Regions from separate parts of the Sus scrofa genome. Here region 1 is linked to region 2. Evidence: chromatin contacts called from public HiChIP or PLAC-seq data. All regions are on one chromosome and are shown on one strand. Each heading gives the region's core, a stretch centred on a gene start, on an enhancer-like site or on the middle of the called end of the contact. The rest is flanking DNA. Distances are from core to core; before and after follow the strand shown. Region 1 holds the start of KLHDC4 (kelch domain containing 4). Region 2 holds the start of SLC7A5 (a long non-coding RNA gene).

Evidence for each region. HiChIP or PLAC-seq counts read pairs in DNA pulled down with a chosen protein or histone mark.
Region 1: an H3K27ac HiChIP or PLAC-seq map of skeletal muscle shows a contact between it and region 2, with 3 times the contacts expected there. The contact joins the promoter of KLHDC4 here to the promoter of SLC7A5 in region 2. A contact is called at or near these places in 3 of 5 promoter capture datasets (fetal liver, fetal skeletal muscle and liver), 28 of 47 Hi-C or Micro-C datasets (alveolar macrophages, blood, brain and 13 more) and 2 of 2 datasets of contacts at active chromatin or transcription factors (alveolar macrophages and skeletal muscle).

The regions. Positions count from the first base shown.
Region 1 is chr6:1,623,917-1,629,352 of Sscrofa11.1, forward strand. It overlaps KLHDC4 (kelch domain containing 4), which reads left to right and starts at 3,138. Exons shown (of 12, transcript NM_001243840.1): 1 at 3,138-3,317; 2 at 4,842-4,933. The coding sequence starts at 3,219.
Region 2 is chr6:1,542,537-1,547,821 of Sscrofa11.1, forward strand. SLC7A5 (a long non-coding RNA gene) reads left to right here and starts at 3,404. Exons shown (of 10, transcript XR_002344446.1): 1 at 3,404-4,049.

The DNA.
Region 1 (5,436 bases), core at 1,888-4,387, 81 kb after region 2:
ATCACAGCACACGGAGGTTCCCAGGCTAGGGGTCTGATCGAAGCTACAGCTCCCAGCCTACGCCACAGCCACAGCCACGCCAGATATGAGCCACATCTGCGAACTGCACCACAGCTCACAGCAATGCCAGATCCTTAACCCACCGATTTGAGGCCAGGGATTGAACCTGCAACCTCATGGTTTCTAGTCAGATTCGTTTCCGATGCGCCACGATGGGAACTCCAAGAATCTCTTAAAATTTCTATTTTGGGAGTTCCCGTCGTGGCGCAGTGGTTAACGAATCCAACTAGGAACCATGAAGTTGCGGGATCGCTCCCTGCCCTTGCTCAGTGGGTTGACGATCTGGCGTTGCCGTGAGCTGAGGTGTAGGTCACAGACGCAGCTCGGATCCTGCGTTGCTGTGGCTCTGGCATAGGCTGGTGGCTACAGCTCCGATTAGACCCCTAGCCTGGGAACCTCCATATGCCGCGGGAGCGGCCCGAGAAATAGCAAAAAGACAAAAAAAAATTTTTTTTCTATTTTGCTTTTTACCTTTCCAAGCGTTTTTTTTTTCCCTGCTAAATTATTTTTCTCATCTCCATGCTTTTATTATTATTTTTAAAAATAGTTATTTCTCCAATACAATTTTCTTTCTACTGCACAGCATGGTGACCCACTTACACATATATGTACACATTCTATTTTCGCACGTTATCAGGCTCCGTCATAATCCAAGCGTTATTATTACACCTTATTCTCTCAAGAATTCTCTGTAGTAGGTGGGCAGGTATAATATTTTCACTTTCCGGGTGGGAATGCACAAAGTACCTTTGCTCCTGTACCACACTTGGGAGATAATCCCAATTACATGGATTATTTGCAGTGGGGGTAATTAGATTACATGCATGATTTTTTCTCTTCTGGTTTTCAGCTTGCAGGCAGCAGAGGGCGCGTGAACACACAAAAGACACAAAATTGATGATAGATTTAGGATTGTCCATTAAAGTTTCAACAGTGTGAATTTCACTAAAATTGGACCTTGTACTTAATCTTTTTCCTATTTTAGGAGTCTGATCTCATTTTAAATGTTCTGTTCTCCTTTCTCGGTAATGAGGGTTTCGACCTCACGTAAATCACCGTGACACATATAAATCCAAGAGCCTTCCAATTTGGCTTCAAAATTCTTTCAGATAATAAAAGTATTAAATCCTGTATCTACCAGATCCTTCCAAATCTCCTGTGGGGAACAACTCCCTCTCTCGCAGCTTGTAAGAGGCCAAGACTGTAATGCACTGCAGACAGATGTGCAGAGACTGAAGGGCCATTTTGTTTCAAGTGTGTCGCCTCCAGGTTACCCAAAATTCTCACAAAAATATAAAAGGGTCAAGCACGTTCTTAGCGTCGTATTGCACTGGAGGGAAAGGAACGCTTTCCAAGGGCCAAGAGGGAGGCTGTGGCCATTCGTAGCTCATTGCTGAAGGTGCTTATGTCTGCAGGCTCAGGAGCCAGGTTCCCATGAAATTCTGCTTGTCCTCTCTAATCTGCTTCTAGCTGGGTCTTTCTTCCATCTTCACAAATGTTTTCTCATTCTCCTACAATCAGTGCAGAGGTTGGCCGCATCCTGAATCCTTTTGTATCTTCCTTCCACCAACAGTTCTTCAATTTTTATTTTATTTTTCCTTAAAGACTGGATTTATGGACAAGGCTTGGAGTTGGCTGAAGAAGCATTCCTGTCTGGCTGCTCAGTGCTTAGCAAATTGATTGGATGAAGGCGATTTTCTTTTCTTTTTCTTTTTGATTTACTACTTTTTTTCTTTTTATGGCCACACCTGCAGCATATGAAATTCCCAGGCTAGGGGTCGAATCAGAGCTGCAGCTGCCATCCTACACCACAGCCACAGCAACGTCAAATCTGAGCACCACCTGGGACCTATGCTGCAGCGTGTGGCAACACTGGATCCTTAACCCACTGAGCGAGGCCAGGGATCGAACCTACACCTTAATGGATACTAGTTGGGTTCTTAACCCACCGAGCCACAACGGGAGCGCCTTTAAAAATTATAGTTGATTTACAATGTTGTGTTAATTTCTGCTGTATGGAGAAGTGATTCAGATATATCTTTACTTTTTTCCATTATGGTTTATTACAGGCTTTTGCATGTAGTTCCTTGTGCCAAACAGGAGGACCTTGCTGTTTATCCGTTCTACATACAATAGTTTGCATCTGCTAATCCCAAACTCCCACCACCCCCCTCCCCCTTGGTAAAAGGCATAAAGTGATTTAAGGTTGAGCCTTGCGGTGGTTCACCTACATAGTAGGAAAGGAGATAATTTCCTCATTTATGCTTTCCCTGTCACAATGTTCGTGCTTGTTCTTAATTTCTTCTTTTTCCTTAATTACAAGCCCAAAGATGACAGCTCAGCAAGGAGAGGCGTTTTTCACTCTGCTCTGTCTGAACTACAGCATTCCATGTCCTACATATGGCTTTTCCCATTTACCACGGTGTTTTGAGTTGAATCCTGGCAGGCGGTTTTGGGCTCTCAGCCTTGGAAAACAGCCCTTGGAGGGGGGTGTCATTAGCCCTGCCGCGTCGATGATGGAGAAACAAGTCCCCTAACACAGGACACTTGAAGACAGTCACCTAGAAGGCGGAGTGGCAGCGCTGTTTTTCTTGCTGAGCACAGCATCCTCACCCCTTAACAGTTACCTGGTGTTTTTGTTCTGTTTTGTTTTTACGTGGAGAAGCGAGTGCCTTCGCTTAGGGTCTGTGAATCCCAGAACCTATGAGCTTCTTCCGAGATGGCAGCCACAGCAATCACCAGATTTGCGTGAGGGTCCGCCGTGGACAAAACGCGGCTCATTCACTGAGTCAGCCAACTAGGTCACTTTGCAAGGGTTAACAACGCGCATAAATACAGTGAACACTGAAGCCGGCCTGCAGACGTGGCCGGGTCCCGGGAGACGGGAGAGGGCTGGGGGTGCGGGCGGAGGGGACGGGGTGGCGGCCCCGCGGCTTCTAGGCGGACGCCACCCACAGCCCGAAGCCATTTCCAAAAATCACGGAAGCATCCCTCCAGGGTACCAGGCCCGCCCACGCACCTGGAGGCGCATGCGCGCCTGACCGGAAGTGACGGCGTTCCACGCGCCGCCCCCAGAGCGTATTTCCGGCGCGCCTCCGGCCGCCCGCTCCTCAGCTACCGTCCCGGCGCGGCCCTGGCGCTTGTTCGCACCCGGCGAGATGGGCAAGAAGGGGAAGAAGGAGAAGAAGGGCCGCGGGGCGGAGAAGACGGCCGCCAAGATGGAGAAGAAGGTGTCCAAGCGCTCGCGGAAGGAGGAGGTGAGTGGGGCCGGCGGACAGGCCCCCGCGCGGGCCGCCCGGCTCCTCGGTTGGCCTCCTTCGTCCGCGGTCGCAGGCGTTGCCGGGCCGAACGGGCGCGCCTCTGTAAGCGTCAGTCCAAGTCTTTAAAAGTGGGTGGAAGATCCTCACGGCAGCCCTGAGCTGGGAGCGTCTGTGGAGGCAGCAGGTGGAACTGCGGGACGTTCCCTAACAGTTGCTGGCAACCCCCTTCCTCCTGTCTCTCCCTCCTCCTGAGCAGGATCAGCGGTGACCTTAGAGGCGAGCTTTCCGCTCCCTATTGATCCTTACTCTCGGGCTCCCTAACCTGGGGCGACTCACAGTGGTTAATGGGTGTTTGCTGTGTGTCAGGAGGGTGCTCTCACAACCAAGCCCGTTAGGGAGTTTTGCTAACAGGTGACACAGCTGTGCAGTGGCTTGGAGTTGTAATTGGACCAGACGTCCCTTATTCCAGAGTTCTTGGCCACATTCCCATACTCATGTCTTCCTAAGTCGCTCATGTCTCGCTTCCCTCACCTGTTCAGTAATGGGGTTGGGCGTTACCTCCCATTGTCTCCCATTGTTTCTCATCTGGGGGGCCAAGCGGGGTGGTCTTGGGGGACAGCTTGGAGTTCTGTCCAGCACAGAGCTCATGTCTCAGATACCTCATTGACTTTCACCCAGACCCCCCCTCCCCCCCTTTCAGTGTCCTCTTGAAGCCCCATGTCTTCCCCCTGCCCTGGAGACCTGCATCACGTGGGCTCCACGTGCTCTCCAGCGCTCTCCCTGCGTTCAGCCCCTCCAGCCACACCACCTTGAGGCTTCCTCTCAGATGCTTCCTGGCTGCCCTCGCCTGGTGGGCGTTAGTGTTCTCAGCACTGGGGCTGATAAAGCGGCCGGCTCTCCGGACCTGCTCTGTCCCTCACCTTCTTCCCACCTCAGTCTCATCTGCCCTTCACAGACAGATCGTGCATCCCTGGGGGTGGGGGGCCCTCATCCTGCCCTGCGCAGAAATCGTCATTGGCTTTAACTTCTAATTCTGTTTCTGCGCTTGTGAAATTGGAGACCTCCTCACACAGATAAGCTGCAGCTGATCCTTGCTGAGCCTCAGCCGTGCAGGTGTGTTCTAAGCAGGCAGACAAGTCTGGCTCCCTTGGAGCTTACATTTTGTTCTTGAGGTGGGAGGAAGGTGGAAACAAAACAAACAAAAGAACAGGGAAATACCAAACTCTGCTCTGCAGACAGCGAGGCAGGCTGGTGGGGCAGCCCAGGCCTGGGTTGCAGGGGGTGGATGGAGATGTTTGTGCAGAGTTGAGTGGGCTTGTCTGAGAGGAAGGCCCTGGCGGAGGGAGGAGAGAGCGCTTGGAAGGAGATACACACGTGCCGCGTTCTGGAAGCTTTGAGTATTTGCATGCATTTCAGGGGGAACAAGGTTTAATTCAGGGGCTGGGAAAGCTGACCCAGGCCCTTGGCCGCGTGCTACGGTTTAAGAAAACGTCTCACGTGTGACTGCCTGTCTGCCCGCAGGAAGACCTGGAAGCTCTCATAGCGCACTTCCAGACGCTGGATGCCAGGAGGACTCAGGTCGTGGAGACGCCCTGCTCCCCGCCGTCTCCCAGGTAGGCAGACGCGGACTCGGGCAGCGTCTGGCAGTTTTCTGGCTGATGTTGGAACACTGCTTCAAATAGATGCTGTGTTTTCAAAGTAAACGGGCCCGTGGGGCGTTTTCATCGTTAAGCCCCGCAGATCAGCTGCCACGAAACGTATTTTTCACTTCCGCTTCTGAAGAACATGGGAAGGAGGTTCCTCAGCTTTCTTGTCTCCAGAAACATGGAAGCAGGCCTCCCGGCACAGCCGCCCATCGTCAGGGAGACGGGGGTCGAGAGCCTCCACCTGGTGACCTCTGTGGCCTCCCAGTGAGCTTTCCCTTGGTGCTTAGGGTTGGTTTGTTTGTGGCTGCATCCACTCTGTGTGGGAATTCCTGGGCCAGGGATTGAACCTGTGCCATAGCAGGGACCCAAGGTGCCGGGTACTTAACCCACTGAGCCACCAGGGAACTCCAGTGCTTAGGTTTTTAAGGTGCCTGTCACAGGTGGGAAACTTAAAAATCATGATGGCTTTT
Region 2 (5,285 bases), core at 2,154-4,653:
TTCCAATATTACCTTCGGCGTTTTTTAAGACTACAGCAAACAACCATGTAGCCCAAACCGAGCACGTCCTTTACTGCCTTAGAGCAATTTCTAGAAATGGAACACTGGTCAGATGCACCACATGGCTTTAAGCCTTTCGCAGAAACTCCAAAGCTTCCCCTGTAGAAATTCCCAGCTTCTCCACCAACTCTGGTGGGAGCAGACAACACAGTGCTGGTCGTCTCTGGCTGTCCCTGGAAGGAGCTGAGTGAGCTGGTTGAGTCGCCCTTGGACTCAGAGCTCCTTTTTGTCATCTCACCAGTAGATGGCGCTCTTTGCTAAGTTTGTGCTTTTTTGTTTTTTTGGTTTTTTTAGAGTTGAGTTCTGGGTAAGGGTTTTCTTCCACTTGCACTAGGCAGGTCTGAGACAAACATATGTTTTATTATATATACGTCTCCCAAGGCAAGTTTGCCATTGGAAATCTAGGGTGGTCTCATGAAAACTAAGTAGAAACTGACAGTGATGGCGTAACTGCCGTGGGACGGTAGAAATGCCCCTGGGGTGTCCTCACCCTCCCGATATTCCGTCTGGCACGGCTTCCCAGGAGCCCCCACAGGAGGCACATCCCGTTCCGTCCTCCGCCGCCCTTGTTAGTGGTACTCCAGGGAAGCTGGATGGGACTGGCCCGCTTCCTTGCCCTGCTTCTCTGGCCTATCAGGGTTGTTAATTTCACGCTCTCATATGCAATTCTTGACTGCATCTCTGGCGTCTAGAGGAGGCACTTGCTGTCATGGGCCTGGAGCCAGTGCAGGGGCCTGCACAGGGGACGACCTGCAGGTGTCAGCGGCAGGAACACCAGGTGGAGGAGTTTGGGACCCTCCCCGAGAGCATGGCCAACTAACCGCCTTCCACGTGAAACTGAAGTGCATGCTGAGACGGTCAAGTCTTAGCTGTTGAACGGCCTAGAGGTAAAGAAACAGCAAGGGGTGGGTGCCGCAGGACGGGAAGTACACCAGCTGAGTTCAGGCCCTGAAGGATGGGGCTGCAGCCCACCTCCTGGTCAAACAAGGTCCCTTGCTCTGCCAAGCCTCCACATCCTCGTCGACAAAGAAAGTGGCACTTCCTCCATTAAATAAGAATGTGCACACCCGGGGCTCAGCACAGCGCCTGATAAAGGCTCAGGAAGTCCGCTCAGCCCTTGGTCTTCTGGCCTCCCGCCAAGCGGCATCCTCTGAAAAGATAGCGGGAGAACAAGAGCAGAGAGATGACTTTTGATTCCCCCCCGGAGCCACCAACTTAGACATCTTGCAAGTTAGTATTTGTGTGATGGACAGGTCATTGGACTGGACCGTCACAGATGAAGGGCTGGCATGTTGGGGGGGCCGGGTTTGACTGGTGGGATGTGGAAAGTCCAAATGACATGCCCTGGGAGCCCCCGGGGGCTCAGGGGGTTAAGGACCCAGCGTTGTCACCGCTGTGGCTCTGGTTACTGCTGTGGTGGGGGTTCGATCCCTGGCCTAGGAACTTCTTCATGCCACGGGCACAGCCAAAACAAACTAGCAACACTAATGGCTCACCCTGGCTAAACTCCCCTGAGATGGGACTCTAAATTCTTTCCCTGTGTGCATGTCAGCTTAATCCACAAGTATTTCTTTCTTTCTTCTTCTTCTTTTTTTTTTGGTCTTTTTAGGGCCACACCTGTGGAGGTTCCCAGGCTAGGGGTCCAATCAAAGCTGTAGTTGCCAGCCTACATCACAGCCACAGTAACTCGGGATCCAAGTCGTGTCTGCGACCTACACCACAGCTCATGGCAACGCCAGCTCCTTAACCCACTGAGCGAGGCCAGGGATCTAACCCGCATCCTTATGGATGCTAGTCTGGTTTGTTAACCACTGAACCACGACGGGAATGCCAATCAGCAAGTATTTCTCATCCTTTCCTGCTTCTAAGCCGGAAATGATTGGGTTTCCTGCACGTCCTCTTCTGATTCTGACCACTAGTACCTGGCCACACTTCCTATCCAGAAATCTGGAGTTCTTTAAGAATACGGCTCAAGGAGTTCCCGTCGTGGCGCAGCGGAAACGAATCCGACTAGGAACCATGGGGTTGCAGGTTTGATCTGTAGCCTCGCTCAGTGGGTTAAGGATCTGGCGTTGCCATGAGTTGTGGAGTAGGTCGCAGACGTGGCTCGGATCTGGCGTTGCTGTGCCTGTGGTATAGGATGGCAGCTATAGCTCCAATTAGACGCCTAGCCTGGGAACCTCCATATGCTGTGGGTGGGGCCCTAAAAAGACAGAAAAGACCAAAAAAAAAAAAAAAAAAAAAGAAAGAAAGAATAAGGCTAGAGCCCCTTCATCTTGCAGCCTACCTTTGGATATTCCAGCTAGATGTGGGGGAGGGGTTCTCACCGTGCTCCTCCAGGGAATCCCTGCTTTATCAATTTAGCTAAGCTTCTGCAGATTCCTGGTTTTCCAGCACCTCTGTCGCTGTTTCTCCAAGCCGCGCCCTGGATGCTGCTCTTTGGCAAGGAGGTTTCCCTTGGGATAAACATGGGAATTTCGGAGCCCAGGAATGAGCTCCCATGAGGCCTCCAGCGCTTCCCCCTTCTCTGAGTTCAGGACCCCAGGCCCAACCTGGAGCTTCCTCCAGGGGCTCCCGCTCAGTTCTGATCATTTTCATAGCGCCCAAGCCCCTAGGATGAGCAGATCCTATCACCTCAGGAACAGGAAGCCAGAGCCACACCGGGCCTGGGCACACTCCAGGGGGCAGGCAGGTCTTCTCTGAGCCCCAGAGCCTCCCCAAATCCCACCCATCCTGTGCTGTGGCCTCAGGTTGGCCCTGCCTTATCGCCCAGGCCCACACTGCAGCATCGAGGTCCCTGGGTGCTTGCTCTGGGCCACTGAGGGAGCCGGTGAGGAGGGCAAGGTGCCTGGCCCTCCACGTGCACGAAGCGCTGCGGGTACCCGTCCGCCAGGCTCGGTGGGACGCGGTCAGCACGCTCCACTTGCGAGGAGCCGGGCTGGGGTCCTCCGGTACACCGCGGGGCCAGGACCATCCGCGTCCGCCAGGTTCGGGGACGCGGCCGGGGCTCTCCACGTGTGGGGCACCGGCCTGGGTCTCCCGGGACCGCGCGGGACCGGGACGGCCCGCCACGCTTGGCTGCACGCGGTCGGCGCGCTCCACACGGGGAACCGGCCGAGGCCTCCGGGGAGCACTTGGGGCCCAGATCGCGAGCCAGCCGCGGCCGGACAGAGTCTGCACGCTCCACCTGCGGGACTGAACCACCGAGCCGGCCGACCGACCGCGGGCAGGGCGGCTGGAGGCGAGGGGCGGGGCGCGCCGCGCAGGCGGGGCTTGGGGCGGGGCCTGGCGGGCGGGGCGGGGCCGGCGGCGGCGTATAAAGGGCGGCGGCGCAGCACGGGCTGACGCAGCGGCTTGGCGGCAGCGCCGTGGGAACCGGCTGTCTCCAGTGGGCGGCGCGCTCCCGGTGTCCGGCCCCAGCCCCAGCCCCGGCCCCGCCCTCGCCCTGCCTGGCTCGCGCGGCAGCATGGCGGGCCCCGGCCTGAAGCGGCGCCCGCCGGCGGCTCCCGCGGCGGCCACAGAGGAGGAGCGCCAGGCGCGGGAGCGGATGCTGGCCGCGCGGCCGGCGGAGGGTGAGGGCGTGACCCTGCAGCGCAACATCACCCTGCTCAACGGCGTGGCTATCATCGTGGGCACCATCATCGGCTCGGGCATCTTCGTGACGCCCACCGGCGTGCTCAAGGAGGCGGGCTCGCCCGGGCTGGCGCTGGTGGTGTGGGCCGTTTGCGGCGTCTTCTCCATCGTGGGCGCGCTCTGCTACGCCGAGCTGGGCACCACCATCACCAAGTCTGGCGGCGACTACGCCTACATGCTCGAAGTGTACGGCTCGCTGCCCGCCTTTCTCAAGCTCTGGATCGAGCTGCTCATCATCCGGCCCTCCTCGCAGTACATCGTGGCGCTCGTCTTCGCCACCTACCTGCTCAAGCCGCTCTTCCCCACCTGCCCGGTGCCGGAGGAGGCCGCCAAGCTCGTGGCCTGCCTATGCGTGCGTGAGTACCGGCGGGGGGAACCTGGGGACGCGGGGAGGGGGAGCCGAGATCGCCGCGCGCCCGCGTCCCCGCTGTCCCCGCACTCCTGGACCATCCCCAGGCCGCCTCCGGCCATCCCCCCCATCCCCTGTTCCAGGCCGACCCCGCAGTTTTAGACCTAAGGGCCCTGGGCCCAGAACCCACGTGCGTTTCATTCATTCGTCTCCACCTCGCCTGGAATTCCGCAGAGAGAGCCAGTAGGTCCCCGCCTCGCGCCTCTGGCCGTAACTCGGCTTAGTCCGTCAGAGGCCTTGGAGCGGAGTAATACCCTGTCTGATTGCAAGGCACCCACGTGGAGCGTCTGAAAAGCGAATTTCCTGTCTGAGTTCCCAAATGCTTACTGTTTGTCTAGAGCGGTCGTAGTTTTTTTTAAAAAAGCATTCAAACCAGCTTATCAAGAAAGGCTGACTCATACAAAAACCAATAGTAATAAAATTCTGTGTGGGCAGTGAATGAGCTGCACGTTTAGGCAGCACCGTGGAGTCTCCTGAAGGTTGCCTAGTGACTGGTGGAGGAGGGGTGCTTGGCTGCAGCTTACATGTGGGTGGTGGGGGGCTAGGTTTGGGGTCCCAGGTTGGGCCGAAAGCAGCCATCAGGTGTAGCCCTAACGTTGGTGGGTAAGGTCCCAGAATGCTGGTGGGCTGTCTTCTCATGGGATTTCAGGGAAGAAAATCTTTTGTACTAAAAGACATGTGATTTCCTTATCTTTTCTTTGTTTGGGGGCCTCTGGCAGTTTTGCCCCTACCCCTCCGCCAACTTGCTTGCAAGGTGGAAGTGTCCTGCTTTCAGAGCTGCCACCCGCTTTGAGGCTCTGCCCCAAGCTTGGTGGTGCTGGCAGGGCTGGTGTGTGGTTTCCGGATCGAGACACGGGACAGTGTAATCAGTTGGAGCAGCTCCTGGTACTGTTGGGGCTCTGGAGCATAAGTTCAGCGTGTTGCTGGGGACAGGGCAGTTGGGGGGACGGGGGTGTCCCAGAGCTCTGAGGCACACTCCGGAAAGTGGTGACCCCAGGAGGCCTGAGACCCTGGTGGCAGCCACACCAGGGAGGGCACATTTTGCCTTTTGAGGCCTCTCAGAAATGAGGATTCCACTTAGAAAAACCTTTGGGCCACGTCTAGGAATAGCCGTGGCTATAGGCGATCTGCCTGAGGACTGGGGAACCTGAGACGTCTGGAGGGCTTTTGAGAGGATGCTTTG